Regions from separate parts of the Mus musculus genome. Here region 1 is linked to region 2. The links are chromatin contacts, called in public Micro-C maps. All regions are on one chromosome and are shown on one strand. The core of a region is the stretch at or near the end of the contact, and the rest is flanking DNA. Distances in the headings are between cores, read along the strand shown.

Region 1 (5,306 bases), core at 979-3,478, 230 kb before region 2:
CCCACTGGTCCTGCTGAGAGCAGACAGAGCTGGTCCCTGCCCACACGGTTGAATGTGGGGAAGGCCAACCCTGAAAGCTTATGCAAATAGGACTGAGGGTGGAGCCTAAAGTGGACTGGCCAAGGCAACAAGTGAGCCAAACAACAGGAAGAAGCAAGTGGAAGAGATACAGGAGGACCGGAGTCATACTAGCGGCAGTGAAGGCAGGAGGCCAGAGCATCATACTGAGCCAGGGCTTCTGGAATCCACTCAAGACGCTAAGTGTGGCAGGAGATGAAGCTGTAAGAGATGCTGGGGCCAGCCCTCAGAGAGCCTTGCCAGCCAAGCAAGAGAGCCTGAGTTGATTCCAGAGCTGATAGAATGTCGCCAAGGGACACTTTACAGGGAAGGGGGCAATTGCCCCAGTTCAGGAGGAGCTGAGAGAAAGGATTTAGGTCACCCACATGCAACTGGTGAGCCCGTCCAACGGTGCATAGAATTGGGATATTTGTTGGCAGGCCCCAGTTCCCACCTCTATACCTTTTTAATAGGCCACTTCTAGTCTTTGAGTTTAAGGGCCTCTGAACCAGACAAAGCAATCCATATAAAAGGGCTAGCCAGCATGCCATGTGGCTCCTAAAGCTGGGCTTTATACTCATATGCTTTGGTCTATTCTTAAGGGAACCATCGAGAGAGACATTGAAGATTAAACTCTCAGGCCTCCCAGCACAGGACAGACTTCCCCAGCAAAGTCCTGTTCCCTCTCCAGTCCTAGCATGGTGACCAGTGCACTATCCCATATGCAGAGCTCTCACCCGTGTATGCCTATCGATCCAATCAGTTTAGGGAGAGAGGGAATAGAGGGCAGAATTTAAGGATGGTAGAACAGACCCATGCCACTCCCAAACTCTGCCGCGTACCGGCCATGTATTCAGGAAAGTTGCTATGCTTCTTAGACTCAAGTTTGAAGTTACCAGTTCATTGTGATTTGCCTGAAACTTTCTGGGGTTTAGCACTGACAGTCCTGTGTCTCAGTAGACATTTCACACCTGGTCCGTTGGGAACTGACTGGTCACCATGCACGGGTTTGGTTACTTCATGTGTAAAAATCTGTGTCACCATATGCCTTGATGCCACCGTGAGGATTTCAGATTGGCGGAGTCTTCCACTGCATCAGAAACATAGCACATGGTTCAAAAATATGTTTATGCAAATTCCCCGATTTGTAATCTGTCGCTCAGGATTCCCCCTCCAGGGTGGGGATCAAAGCATCACTATAGTTCATCTGATTGGGGTGCAGCTCAGCTCGCCCGACCCATCTCAAGTGAGTTTTCTCTTGTTCCCCAACACTTCTACATAGGAAGCAGGCAGAAAGCGGGTGCTTACTTGACAGATGGAGAAACATCTGCCCAGGCCCTGTGGGCAAGGAAACTGTGACCCACGCTTCACCTGCCTCTAGAGGAGCAATGGATGATAGCACCATTAGACAGTAGCATTAACCAGGTGACATTTCACTGCTGGGGTGTCCTGTGCATCCCTATTAACTAAGTTGTTTCTTTTCTCCATAGAGTTACAGATTTGTTTCCTGAAGACAAGCTCAGATTTAAGCAGAAGTGACTTCATAAGAGGATAGTTAAGGCCAGCAGCTGGGTAACTGCCACCCTTACTTCTCCCATGGGGTCTGGATGTAGACTTAGTACACTTGTTTACCCCTCCTTAAAGCTGGAGCTTTGTGCCCCATTTAGTTATCGAGCTTTGGCCCAGATCCCAGGATAAAAGGGGGTGGGGTGACAGAAAAGTTTTATACAGACTTAGCAACCTGGCTTCCAGGTTGCTACCACTCAACTAGCCCTGGGTAACCTAAGGACTCAGCTGCAGAGCAACACTTGCACCCATGGCAACCGCCTCTAGGTCCACGGCACTCTCCCTTTCACTGGCCCACAGCACCCTGGAAACCACACCTCAGAGGAACTCGATCAATTCTTGTTAACACTCGCCCAAGACAAGCAGCTTTGAAAAAAGCTGTTTTAGGCAACAGGATCAGCCTTTTGCTGTCGTTCATTAAGGGCTTAGCAGCTCCGTATCGATTTCCTTGCAGCTGCCTCTAAACCTTAATTCCAGGAGCAGAAAAACAAGGCTTTGTCTGCGACATTTCCTGTCCAAGTGGCGGGTAACAACCATTCCTAGGACGCTGATTTCCCTGGTGGTGCTGCAAACCACAGGATGCAGGGATGCCAGCAGCAAGTCCTTTGTCTACTCCAGAGAGTGATTTCTGTAGCTGCAGGAGGCCCCTTCCAACGGGAGATGCGGCCCCACCTCCATCCGCAGCCAGCATTGTCTTCAAACCCCAGCTGTTGAAAATCCAATAACCACCACCCCCCCTTATCCTCCCACAGATTCGCAGCCACAGGATTCATGAAGGCACCACCTTTTGTTCATATTATGTGTGTTGCTGCTTCCTTCTAGAAGTTAATTCTTAGCATTGGACAGGCCCTCATCCAACAATTTCCTTTTCCAAGAGTCTGAAATGTTAATCTCTTCTACAATATCCCCACCAAGTGGCCGTTCTGTCTTTGCTTGAACACCTCTAAGGACAAGAAACTCATCCCTCCCACTCCTAGCCCCGCCCTAGAGGGAATCAACTGCAGCTCAGGAAATGCTGGAAGAAAACTTCACAGTAAAATAAAATCAGAATCTAACTTCCTGAATACCAGTCTCCCTAGTAGGCTCCCAGCACACTGAAACCCCTGATAGTTCCATTTCTTCTTCAACATCTCCCAGCAAGTAAGGCCAAGGGTTCCGTTGAGCGCTACTGAAGAGCACATTAGCTAATACATTGTAAGTGCCCAGTGTTTCTTCAGTGAAAAAAAGAGACTGTATAAACCTCGCTGAACAGGACAATGCACTGTACTAGAGCATGTCAGATGGGAACAAATGCTGGTGTTAAGCAGTAGTGTGAGTAGTAATCGTTTATCTGTTTTTGCTCCCATCACATTCTAATCTCATGGATCTGAATAACATACATCATACTAGCTCCAGGTATGTCTGAAAGAATACTTAACTCAAGCTCTATAAAAAAAACATTCAGGGGCTGGCTGCTGTGAAATGGATGTTTCAAACAGCAGAGGTATCCCAGACATGGAGCTACGGGATGTGGTGTTTTGCCCTGCTGGGTTTCTCACATTGGCGCAATATTTCTTCATTTTGCCTCCATTGCTCCCTGTTGAAAAGGAAAATATACATTCTGTGTTATTGTTCGGTGAAAAGATGTAATTTGTTTTTGGTTTTACAGGAGGTTATAGTTGAGAGATCGCCTTGAGTCTCAGAAGAGACTTTGGACTTTTGAACAGTATTGAGGCTGAGGGGACTTTCTGAAATTGAACTCAATGCATTTTGCATTATGATATGAGCTTCTGGGGACCAGGAAGTAAAACTTGATGATTTGAGTGAGAAATGCCCCCCACAGACTCATGTAGTTCGAAACCTGATCCCTAATTGGTGGTACTGTTTGCGGAAGACACGGAACCTTCAGGAGTAGAACCTTGCTAGAGGAAGTACACCACTCAGGACAGGCTTTGAGCATGCACAGCCTCCTCTTCCTTACAGTCCACATCCTGTGCTTTGTGTCTGTGTTGGAGGATGTGGTCCCTGAGATTCTGTCCCTACGGCCACAACTCCCACCACTGATGAACCCTTATCCCTCTGGAGCCACAAGCCAACATAAACTCTTTCTTCCATGAGGCATTTTTGGTCATGGTGTTTTGTCACAGCAACAACAGTAAGTGCTACAAAGGGTAAGAGCTGAAGTATTCATGCCATCAAGGGGGTGGGGGTCAGTCACGGTCAGAAGAGAAATCACACCAGCAAATAGCTGAAGAGCATGGAGAAAAAGACTCATCCTGGGGTTTCCGGTGCCTCGTGTCTAAATTATGGTGGCAATGGTGATTCTCACCCCATAGGATGAGGGTTGAGTGCAGGTACTTGAGATAAGGAGCAGCTCTTGCTAGTCTTTATGCTCTGTGCTTCTCCAACGGCATCTGCCAAGAATAGGTAGGTGATGGTTTTTCCCTGCCAGACTTTATCACCCAGGGACTGGAGCAGATGCACAGCATCTGTGTGGGTGGAGAAAAGGCATCCATGGAGGACCCTCCACTGTGTACTGTGTGCTCTCCGTATGTCTTAACCAAAACAAACGAGTTTGTATCCCTGCAATAGAATAGGTATATCCGTGAGAGTTTTCTCTTATCTTTATCATGAGATTATCATCCCTACTCGTCCCATTTTGCAGACCAAGAAGCTGAGGCTCAGAGAGGGTCAGTAGCTTCCCAAGGGTACCCAGCGAATCAGGGACAGGTCTAGGATCTAATCCTTAGAGTTGCCTTCTCCAGATCCTGTGTTGGCTCCGCTATTCTGGGCTTTGTAAAAAGTCAGGCAGCCTTTACATTACAGAGGAGATAAGATCTGACAAGGTAGGTCCCCCTGCCCTCAGAGCTGCAGATTTCTCAGAGATGAAGCTCCTGGCAGATAGTTCTCTCTGCAGCTGGAAAGCAGTGAAGGAAACAGTGCCCATGCCAGTGGATCTTGAGACTCGGTGACCCAAGTGGTAATAGCAACGATTAATAAATAGTACTGGTGGAGCAAGGCCCAGGCTGACAAGAGTGTCCAGACCTGATTCAGAAGTACAGCACAGGACTGTCACTCTAAGAATGCATGCTGGGTCACACGTTTCAGGGAGAGCACCTGACCTACCCCTTTCTACTCTGGGATTAGCAATGCTCTTTTCTACTCACTAACCTTCTTAGACACTGTCAAATACCTACCCCTCACTATACCTGCCAGGACTCACCCTTGCCACCTCCAACAGACTGCTGGGGCTCAGTATTGACCTGGATAATAATCACTCTGCAAAAGAATGGGTCTGGAACTAGACTCCTTGTTTACTGTATACCCACCCTTACCATCCATTCCCACCTCAGCCGTAAAGCCAGAGACAAGATATAGATGGGGAAAGGAAGGCAGAAATAAGGTGGACAACCTAGAAGTCTATTGCCTCTGGCCAGGTAAAAAGGCCCAACAAATCAGGGAAAGACCAGAAGGTTAGAGAAGAAAGAACAGCAGAAATATGCAGGGTAGAACACAGTCCTCTGAATCACAAACCCCCTTTTACTATATTCCCAGTCTTCCATCACCTATTCTGATGGAAGACAGGTGCTGTGATATCAGCAGCCTATGAAGAGGCTCGTGTGACAAAGAACTGAGAGAGACCTCTAGCCAATGCCCTGTGAGGAAGAGAATCCTATTTTATGAGTTACCTTTTTATTGCTGTG
Region 2 (5,385 bases), core at 694-3,193:
GCTATGTGATGTGCACTTTCAAACTAGACAAATTACTGGGGTAGTCCAAGAAATGAAGAAGTGCCTTAGCTAGGATTACTGTTACTGTGATGAAACACCATGATCAAAAGCAACTTGAGGAGGAAAGGGTTTTGTTTCTCACAGCCCCATGTAACACTTCTCACCAAAAGCAGAGAGGGCAGGAACTCACAAGGGGTAGGAATCAGAAGGCAGGGGCTGATAGAGAGGCCATGGACGGGTGCTGCTTACTAGCTTGCTCCTTATGACTTGGTCAGCTTGTTTTCTTATAGATCCCAGGACCACCAGCCTAGGAGTGGCACTGCCCACAATGGGCTGGGCCCTCCCCCATGAATCATTTAAAAATATGCCCTACTGGCTTACCTATAGTCTGATCAAGGCTCCCTCCTCTGATGACTCTAGTTTGTGTCAAGTTGGCATAAAACTAGCTAGTACAAGAAGCAGGACCCAGAAGAGAATTAGGGCCATTGGCTGAAAGACATAAGACAACCAGGACTTCTAAGAAGCTAAACATATTCTCTTAGGGAGTACAGGAAGGCTCTGTTAACATTGTGATTACCCTTGACACACTCATACCACCCTCATCCTAAACAATTCTGACAAACTGCTCTTGGAGTCATCAGACTCAGATCATTCCTGCTTTAATTAAGATAAAGTGAGCTTTTAAAGTCAGAGTCCAGCCAGTTTTGGACTTTTTTTTCTTCTTCTTTTATTTAAGTATTCACTGGGGAAACACTCCAGATGGGACAGGCAGGAGTGAAGAGGAAAAGTGATCACCAGGTCCCAGAGTAGGGAGGATGCTATGAGGAATATTTAGCTAGGCAGGATAGGCTCTAAATTCCTCCTTGCCCTAATTGTTCCTCCCCCATCTCTGGTCTGATGTCCTTCCTCCCGCCATCTGTTTTCTTTATGGCATTTATCACTACCTGCCTCTGTGTTCATTTATTTATTTTATTTATTGCTTTTCCTTTGCCTGTTCGGTGAGTGCAAGGGCTTTGTCCTATTGACCGCTACATCCTCCGTCTCAGATCAATGTCAGGTATTTAGTGGGCACTTAAAAATTAGCTGCTAAAAAACGAATTACGGAAGACAACAATTGGTTGAATCTCTGTCATATGCTAGGCCCTGTCCTTGAGGATGCTACAAGGATGGTAGTGGAGATAGGCCCGAAAATAAACACACCATGGTTCCACTCCTGATGTTACTGAAGCATATCCAATGCGCTGCAGGATCCTCAGGGCTGGAAAACTCCCGGGGTGTGCAGGGCCCTGGGAAGACGTTCCTAGTATGCTAGGGAGCCAGGCGGATCTGCAGTATAAGCAGCTGGAGACTGACGACCCGGCTCCTCGCTTCCCTCGGCCTCTCAGCATCTTCTTTTTCCTGTCCGTTGGGACCTTCACCTCTCCTCGAGTGCGCGTTGCAGGATCTGGGCGCCGGCGGGGCGCTCACGTCGTGGGACCCCAGTACATCTTCTCCCACCTCCGGAGAGCCAATCCCGGGTTTTCCAGCTTGCTTGCCCACTACCTGCGAGACCTCCACCTGCAGGTTGAGCCCCAGCCGCGGGCCAGCGCCCAGGTCCTCGCCCCCTGCTTGCAAAACAGAGCGCAGCACCCCGCCCCGCCCCCTCCGCCTGCGGGACCCCAGCCCCGCCCCGCCCCCGCGGCCCGGCCGCTTCATTCCGGGGGGGCGGGCCGGGAGCTGCGCTGTCTGCAAGGCGGGGAGATCTAGGCTGGGAGGCGGAGCGGCTCCGACATCGACCAATCACCGCTGCGATCACATCCATGCAAATACGAGCACAATGGAGCAAGCCCATCACTCGCTCCTGCAAGCAAGCTTGAAACGGGCTTCTGTCTGATCGGCAGCCCACACGACCAATGAACCTGTGTTTTGGGCAGGCGAAACCCAATAGCGCGGCAGGGAAGGCGGGCCCAAGCTGGGTTAGGGTGTCCTTGCAGGGTGTCTGAGCTAAACTTCACCAAATAATAGCTGTTTGTATTTTGGCTGCTGCAGGAGCCATTTTAGGTAAGTTCTTCTCTTAACTTTTTATTTTCCTGCCTGGCCCCGACAAGCTGGGCTTGCCCGCGGGGACCCTGTCTCCGCCCCGCTGGCCGGGATGGGGCTGCCCTATGAATGGAGCGGGGCTGAGGGGCCGCGGCGGCGCGAGGCCCGGCCGGGCAGGGGTCCGAGCGCGGCCGCGGGCGTTCGGCCAGGCCGAGGGCCCCGAGGCCTGAGGCGAGGGGTTTGGCGTCCGCCCCTCCCGGCTGCCGCGCGCTCTGGCCGCCCGCCCTCCGTCCTTGGGAGAGCGCCACTGCGGGGCCACGCGCCCAGGCTTGGGGTCCTGCTTCAGACCCCAAGCGCGGGCCTTTGCGGCGGGGCGGGGCCTGCCAAGGCTTCCCAGGGGACCCCGGCGGCCCACGGCGCGTGAGGGCCACCCCCGCGCCCGCCAGCCGCTACCGCCCCCGCGGAGAAGTTGCTCCGCTCCGCGTCCTGCGTCTGTTTGCAGGGGTGGAGGAGGGTGGGCCGGTGCCAGGCTGCTGCTCCGGGAGGGGGCGGGGGCCCCGGCGCGTCCCCGGGTCGCGCGCCCCTCCGGCCGGCTCCTCACGCACTAACGCGCACTCGCCCCCGAAAATTTGAGCCCTCAAGACTCCAAGCCACCAAGCTACCCCGCTGCCAAGTTTGGTGCGTTATTAGATTGCATGTTAGAGCTTGCAAAGAAATTAGAGAGAGGGAATATGAAAAAAAAAAAAAGAAAAAAATCTGTTTCCTTCAGGGTATTTATTTCTCTTCTCTGTTGAGAAGTAACGGAGGAATGTCCTTCCTAAAATTTCCAGGGACCATGCCTGTCAGATGTGGAGAGGGGTTGGCAGCTCCTTGGGTTTTAAAACGAGGTTATTAGGAAATCCCCGCACTAGTGAGATAATTGAAATGTGAGTTTGTTTGCAGCTTCAGTTTTATTTGATCCAATTAAAAATGCATAAGCATGCACTTTATATTTGTGTACATAGAGTATTCCTAGTTTCAGTTATGACTAATATGACTGTGGTTTCACGAGTGTGGGATCTAATAAGGCAGTATAATTCAATTTTGAGCTCGTAGGCCCGTGTTCTCCAAATTAGGCTTTATAGACCATTAGTAATCTGGCCAAGGTTTCTAGAGAGTCTCTGGCATCTCTGAGCATCTTTCTCCGGGGCTTGTTTGTGCCTTTTTTGCCACCCCTCAAGAAACTGTTCATTTCTGCTGTAACAGATCCATGAACAGAGAAAATAGATATTTTAAATATTGACAGTTTTCAAGAGTGTCTGAAATATTTTGCCTAGGATTTGATTATTTCCCAAATGGTATATAAGAATACCATGCCAGTAGGCCCTCATATTGGCATACTCCATGGGGATCTGCTTATGGTGCTTTTGGAAAAGTCTGGACAGACACCATGCTTTCTTTCAGAGCTCTGAGTGCTTGACTTATTGTAAGGGAGTGAGCGGGTCTGTCTCATTCACTGTGGGTAGCACAGTAGTTTAGTTGGAAGCCAAGTTGGAAGATCAGGTTGGCAGCCTCTGAGAGAGTTTTTTGTGAACTTTGTGGTTCTCTGGCAACAGAAGGATTTGAGATGTGTGTATGATAAAATGATTAGGCATGAGTTGTCATGTAGCCTGGTTTATGCCAACCAGAGCAGGTGGTTTCACATAAGGGGTGTATCCATCCCTTTAACCAAGGGCCTGGGAAAATGTGAAGCGGTGTGACTTAATTTGGAGTTCCTTCTGTCCCAAGATTTCATAGATGGATTATTAATGTTTTGTATTTAAACTAACCCAAAGACTAGGAAGATGGCCTGTGTGGTAAAGTGTTTGCCATGTTAGCATTAAGACTCAAGTTTGTATCTCTAGCATCCACATTAAAAAATCAGGCATTATGGCTAACTCCTGTCATCTCTGGGGCTTGTGGGCCAGCCAGCCAACCTAGCTGAATTGGCAAACTCTAGAGTGAGAGACCTTGTCTCAAAAAATGTGGTAGTAAGATTGAGGAAGAAACATTTGACATTTGGCCTCCATGTGCACAGGCGCACTTACCCAAGCACACACAAAAAGCTAACCTGTACATATCCCTACCCTCACTCTGTTGTTTGGGAATCTCTGCTTATAGTAAGTAGTTTGAAGTGGTTTTTTTTTTGTGTGTGTATGTAGTCTGTCTTGGTGAAATGACATTGGTTTTGTGGTCTCCGATGTTGCAGTTTCTCTGGAGTCACGATCTTTATTTTTTGTTTTCTTTTCTTTTCCCCCCTTTCTACCACAACTTTCAAGTATCTTTATAATTATTTTTATAGTGGTGTAATAGGAGGCCCCTGACTCTTCTCAGTATATGACTTCAGGCTAGAAGTTGAAAAACCAGTTAGAAGTGGAGTGAGAGAACCAGAGTTAGGCCTTCCATTTCAGGAAGATCTGCAGGAGATTTCTTTGTATTTATCAGTATACTTTCCTTGTAACTGTCTCAAATAGCAAAGAATATTTAGCAGGGCTGTATCTCTTTAGGAACCACATTAAATTTGTGATTTTTTTTTTCCAGCTGAATATCGCAGAAGGTTAATCAGAAACAGTATGTCCTGAGACCACTATATTTTGAAGATTCTTTGGTTTAAATTTAAAAAATATTTTTGGTTTTCTGGAAGCATGGCTTAATCCCAACCGAGTTTGTGATCATTTTCTCTTGTGTTAAAACCATGGAGCGGGGTCCTGTCCTGTCATTGCATGTGCCCTCCAACTTATGTGGGAAGTCTGTTGGGAAAGACCAGTGGGTCTACATGTGCCCTTTGAATAGGTTATTGGATTCAGTCTCTCCCTGCAGAAATACCTTTGCTACAGGACAGAGATGGTATCCACATCCAATGAAGAAACTGCTTTCTTTAGTCCCTTTTCCCCAGTGGTTGTACTGCTTATTGCAAAGCCTGCAATAGTTTGGTTCTTAATAAATACTTATGTTTCTTCTACTTCCATCCCTCATAAAAGCTGTGATTTAGTTTGAGTAAAAAGCTACAGTGGATTTCCTGGGGTTGCCTGCATTTTCCTATACCAGATTATTATACTGCGGACTCCAAAATACATAAAGTAATAGTTAGGGTTTGGTGTCTGTTCCTTAAGGAATATTTTATTTGCAGTGGAATGTGAGACACTTGAGACAAGCAGCAGAGAACCAGCACTGATTGGAGAGATACCCGGTGTGCATCTAGCACTCAGCTAAGGACAGGGGCCATGGGTGTAAATGCCTTTGCTTTCTAACCATTTCATGAAGCTGGGCAGCAGCTCACTGGGATGAAGTATCATGTTCAAGGCCACCAACTCTGGGTAGAATTTGAACCCAGATCCAAAGTAATTC

Evidence for each region. A called contact is a pair of places that touch in the nucleus more often than the background predicts.
Region 1: a Micro-C map of embryonic stem cells shows a contact between it and region 2, with 2.6 times the contacts expected there. The contact joins the enhancer-like site here to the promoter of Chd6 in region 2. A contact is called at or near these places in 4 of 484 Hi-C or Micro-C datasets (the N1E-115 cell line, embryonic stem cells and myocytes).

What each region holds. Positions count from the first base shown.
Region 1 is chr2:161,336,378-161,341,683 of GRCm38.p6, reverse strand. No RefSeq gene overlaps it. Among named protein-coding and RNA genes, the nearest start is that of Gm35374, 52 kb to the left of the region's middle. Within about 2 kb of position 2,228, at least 52 of the 459 cell types and tissues checked have an H3K27ac peak or open chromatin away from gene starts, as enhancers often do. A contact at or near this core is called in the N1E-115 cell line and embryonic stem cells, where this site is marked.
Region 2 is chr2:161,105,644-161,111,028 of GRCm38.p6, reverse strand. It overlaps Chd6 (chromodomain helicase DNA binding protein 6), which reads left to right and starts at 1,943. Exons shown (of 37, transcript NM_173368.3): 1 at 1,943-2,040.